2 separate regions of the Xenopus tropicalis genome follow, and region 2 is linked to region 1. A link is a contact called in public Hi-C data. All regions are on one chromosome and are shown on one strand. Each heading gives the region's core, a stretch centred on a gene start, on an enhancer-like site or on the middle of the called end of the contact. The rest is flanking DNA. Distances are from core to core; before and after follow the strand shown. Region 1 holds the start of cdkl1 (cyclin-dependent kinase-like 1). Region 2 holds the start of map4k5 (mitogen-activated protein kinase kinase kinase kinase 5).

Evidence for each region. Hi-C and Micro-C count contacts between places; a contact is called where the count stands out from the background.
Region 2: a Hi-C map of neurula embryo shows a contact between it and region 1, with 2.9 times the contacts expected there. The contact joins the promoter of map4k5 here to the promoter of cdkl1 in region 1. A contact is called at or near these places in 3 of 5 Hi-C or Micro-C datasets (brain, neurula embryo and tailbud embryo).

What each region holds. Positions count from the first base shown.
Region 1 is chr8:92,773,519-92,776,218 of UCB_Xtro_10.0, reverse strand. It overlaps cdkl1 (cyclin-dependent kinase-like 1), which reads right to left and starts at 1,306. Exons shown (of 10, transcript XM_012969555.3): 1 at 1,191-1,306.
Region 2 is chr8:93,017,289-93,019,988 of UCB_Xtro_10.0, reverse strand. map4k5 (mitogen-activated protein kinase kinase kinase kinase 5) reads left to right here and starts at 1,317. Exons shown (of 32, transcript NM_001142049.1): 1 at 1,317-1,604. The coding sequence starts at 1,494.

The DNA.
Region 1 (2,700 bases), core at 57-2,556:
GTATCTTCTGTAATAATAATGTGTTGTACTCAGCATAATGGGCTTATGTAGAACCACATGATATGGCACTGTTTACTTGTCTCGCGTCCCCTGCATACAAATATTATAAATATAATAACAAAAGTTTCTAATCAGACATCAACTGAGCCCCACTGACAACTAGGATAAGATTTATGTGAAGAGGTCCATCCTTACAAACTTAATACAAGAATATTTAACAAGTATTAAACAAATAATGAAATCAATAAAAATCCCCAACCTCACTTAAATAAACAGCAACAGATCAGCAAGAAGCATACTGGAATGTATTTACTAACATTGGGGCTAAAATATATCACTTCAGTTATCCATGGCAACACCTGGGAATGACATGAAACTGATGACTGATAATATCAGCACCACAAAATAAAGCTGTATGGGGGAATTCTGTACACACAACAAAGTTGTCACTATTTGCACTAATAACAATAATAGAACTATAACATTATGGTGTACTTGGCATACGTACATGGTTAAAGGGTCACTTGTCTGTAAAACATTTACACCTGATAACTGTGGGTAAGATTATGCCAGTTGGAATAGTGATGACAACAACAGAAAAATTTCCATTCTAAGTATTTTTTAGTCCCAGACTCCTAGCTATTGGTACGACTGGTGTCACACATGGAGGCATCAATACGCTGGAGCAAACAATGCCACATGTGACACCAGCACAGAGCAACTGGCATGAATATATATTTATTCTATGTAATAGGTATGTTACGATTTTATGTAGTTCTCTAATTGTTGTTTTACAACCTTGCAGACTGGTGAGATAAGGCTGTTACTGGGATGCTGCTGCTGGGCTGACATAGTCTTCCCCCCTGCATAAGAAACAATGCAGCAGAAGCCAGCTGATTTATAGCCCTGTGAAGGAGGTGAAGAGCTGACTTGTGCTGCATTGCTTCATGGCATACAGTACCACCAGCAGTGCAGAAAGGGACAGAAAAAGAATGCTTTCCTATGCGGTTACTTTTACAAACTGAAATGTAAGAGACTGCAATACATAACCCCCCCATCCCCAACAGAAAGCATGGAACACATTAGAGCTAGGCACAGTCGGACTAGGAGCACTCTATATGAATGAAAGCACGGCCCTGCCAGTCAGCATTCAGAGGCAGCAGGAAAGGGTGCACTCTCAGTACAGTTACCTGGATCTTGCTGTGATGCCGGAGGGTCACAACACTCTGGCTCCTGTGTTTCCCAAATACCTTCCACCTGTTCGCTTTCAGCCCCAACACTGACTGCACTCTCCCTTCTGGACACCGGGCCTGCTCTTAGTGCCCATAGCAACTATAGACCCCGCCCCCTTGAGTGAGTAACCAGTCAGAGCACTGGGTTCTGCTCCTGCATCCAGCTCGATGTTACTGTAGGTAGCAGCAGCAGCAGCGCATGAGAGGTACACGGAAAGGAGAAGTACACAGCGCTCCTAACAAATCCTTGAAAACTCCACATATAAATATTTATTTGGTAGATGTTTACAGTTCTCAAAAAACGTAAAGTTTCTAAGTGAGTGATATACACAGTCTGTTAGCATTCACTTCCGGATGATCCGAAGTCCAAGTGCAGTTATGTACTGTATAAGTAAGTTCTGTTCCTCCACTTGTACTCCCTCCAAAACAAAATCAGACAGGGTTTATAGTATATCAGACTTCTTACATTCCTCCCAACTTCCCTTCCGACTTTCCCTCCTGGTGCCTGCCAGGTCCTAATGCTCTCCTGCCTCCACTCACAGCACTCCCAAACAATCACTCAAGTAGCTCAAGAACCACAATATACTGATGAGAATTGTAATCAATTTGACACAAGCTTACATATCCAAACTTACATGTAAAATCCTGAGAACTATCCTAACTCGTTCATTGTATACAATTCACTTCATCAGAGGCTTTGCACCTTTACCACCCTCTACTGGTATTATAGGTTAAGGATCCTACTCAGATTGTCCCCTGAGGTACCAATGTCCTCTGCAAAAGCCTCTTTTTTAAGTCTCCTCCTTTTCAATATACTGTATAAGGCCAGTGGAGTCTTCATTGTGTACCCTAGCAAAATGTTTGTTTAGGTAATGTTTCATATACCCCTTTTTTATATTTCGTATATGCTCCCCCAGTCTTGCCTTTTTGGTTCTCCCCACATATTGTTTTCCACAAGAATATTGTAGGGGGTAAGCTATATTTCTCATGTTACTATTCAATGGATGTTTTACTGTGTAATTCTCCCACTAGATGATGCCATAAACTCCTTTTTAACTGTTCTTATGCAGCTAGTTGTTTTGCATGCTACACGGTTCTTACTAAAGGTGAACCCTGCTTTATACTTAAGCTACATTTCTTCATTTATACATTTTATACTTTCCTGTTTAACATGTTTCTGGGCTTCTGGTATTCCTGTTTCCTAATTTAGAAAGTTCTAAGCCTATGTTATATTGTATAATAGTGTACAGTGAGCATACATCCACTGTCACTAAATAAAAGTGCAGTTGCCATGTCACAGTTTTTAGCAAATGTATGATATCAACATCATTTTCAATATTGCTTCCAATGGAGCCCACCCCTGATATAATCAATTGGCTTGGGGATTTTCTAGGTTTTTATGGATTTTTGGGAGAATGTATAGAACAGGGATCTTTGGCAATTTTATATTGATAAAATTCCTTGTCTT
Region 2 (2,700 bases), core at 68-2,567, 240 kb before region 1:
CCATAGAAATAACTTGAAAAGACTCTAAGCAAACCACACAATGCGGAAATACGCTAGAAAACGCCTTAGCACGGATTTTTCAAGCGTTGGCTGAAATACGCCAGTATTTGCAAAGCAAGCTATTCCTATGTATACACAAAGGCAGATGCCAGACCTAGCTGAAATATGCAGCGTTTTTTACTATTTTGCACTATTAGCACCATGGAAACGGGATTTGCTACGTCACCAGTACTAGGCAGAAAAACACCAAAGTCAGGGGATGTGTGGCTTGTGTGGCATTTTTAGGCTGAGAAAAAACGCAGCGTAAAAACGCTACGTGTGGCATCAGCCTTAGCCTTAAGGCTAATGTCCCAAAGGGAGATTAGTCACTTGAGATAAATCTCTGCTACCACAGGTGACTAACCTCCCTGAAAAGCCTTTCCACCGGCTATAAAGAGAATTGCTGGTGGAAAGGTCTACCCATCACTTTGCAAAGTTGCCTCCAGAAGTAAACCACACTATTTTGAATAAAACTAAGCAATGCGTGGGCCTTTCTACTTGCAATTTATTGCCAATGAAAAGGCTTTTCAGGGAGATTAGGCACCTGCAGTAGCAGAAATTTATCACAAGCGCTTTAACTCAAAAAAATTTTGTCTAATGAAAGAATATGTAATAATTAGTAACTATAAATATTGTTATCAATATAACTGCTATTAAAGATTGCACTATTGTTAGGACTCTTAAAACAATGTAGCACACGATTCACATAACTGTAGACTTCTGCTACATTGTTTCAAGAGTCAGAAAATAATGCCTGAGCTTTTCTATGACCAATAACATTTCTTTCTTGAACCAACGGGCTTTGTTTCAGTACTTTGAAGGAGAGCAGACGTCCCGGAGACCAGATATCTAGGGGACATAGCATAAAAACAATGTACTGTATGGAATTAGGCATAAAGGTTGCTGCCAGAAGGCAGTACAGAGGGAGAGAGCAGCTGCAATGGAAGCGCCTGTCACGCAGGGCCGCTATTGAGTCATAAAGTTCCTTCTGAGCCCAGGTGGCTTTAGTTGTGCGTTCTAGGAACTTTAATCGTAACTTCTGTTAAACCTGCAGCGCTTGTCACTGTGTTGCCTGCTATATGCTGGTCTTCCCCCCCCCATCCCATCCTGCGCCTGGCCAGGTATTCCTCCCCACCCCCAGTGCTCGTGCAGTCCAGGCCCAGTTTGGTGTGCAGGCCCGAGGGGGAAGGCGGTGCCTTTCTCTTCTTCCTCCTCCTCCTCCCAGTGTCCGGGTGCTGAGAAGTTACTATCCCATCTCGAAACCAAAGCAAGCGTTCGGTTCTTGCCCCCACCTCCTCCCGTGCCAGTGCCACACTCTTGGTTTATTCCCGGTTCCTTTGCAGGAAATGGGACGGGAGCCATGCCTTAGCGCTAAGCTCACTGCCGGTGCCACGGACCTTTGAAAGAAGCTCCTGTCCGCGCCGAGCTTAGCCTGCGGCCGCCTCTAGTGAATGATGGAATCTGCGGCGGTACGGCCGAGCGCGGACATCCTCCGCAAGAACCCGCAGCATGACTTCGAGCTCGTCCAACGGGTTGGCAGCGGCACCTATGGGGATGTATATAAGGTGAGTATCTGCCTGCTGTCTGCATATTTATCGCCCTGTCATCAGTATACATTGCATTTTCACTTTCTGCTTCATCTACGAAAGTTATAAACCCATAGCTAACTGTTACAGTGACACAAACTGTACTATATAATATCAAGTTTCCCGACTCTTTCGGGATCTTGCTTATACACACCATCCAACTTCTTTACAAAATGTTAACATAATCATATTGTGTGCATAAATAGGCTATATTTGCTACTTATGTTGAAGTACACTGCTGCTCCCTGCATTGGTAAACATTTTGGTGGTTGCAGTTCAGAAACGTTTGGAGGGCCGAAGTTTGCCTGTCCTACAGTTACATTGTTTCACCTGAGTGTCACTACTGCAGTGTGGGAACATCCTATCTGTTCACTACCTAAGCATAAGTTATTTCAGTGGGCAGTAGTTCCTATTTTCCTGCTATCCAATATAATTATGCATGTATGATTGGGTGGTTTGAGCATGAAGCAGACTGAGCTTATTAAAACTTTTTGCCTGTTCTGGTAAATGCTGTTTATGGGCTCTAGTACTATAACTTTACAAATTCCTGTGTGTTTGCCCATCCAGCTTCCCAAGTTGGGCTCCCGCTGGATATCAGTGCAATATGACCACACAAGTGAATTTCCAAATTCAATTCAGTTGTCATGCTCTCTCTGCATTTTTAAATTGGCTAATGCACTTGATAATGTTCTAAAAGCTTTTTGGTTGGCCTGTTCAGGCTAGTCAACTTCAGCAGTACCATAGGCTTAATGGCCAAACTGCTTTCACTTTGCAGAGTTAACACACGTACCACCACTTCTACAATGACTGGCTTTAATGTGGTGGGTTAGGGTTAGAATCTAGGTTTAGGTTATGATATACAGATCTATCTGGTTTGGTTATAAACAAGAGCTCCTTAGTTAGAGACAATTTCAGGTAGGGCTGCAGTGTTTAATAATGCTTACATTGACTGTAGTTGTTCAAGGACTTTAAATGTGTCATAGACTTGTATTTTTACAGCATTTATGTTTGCTTATAAGTGTTATCTGTGTGACAGGGCTTATTGAGAAGATCTCGGTTTACAGTGAAATCATTT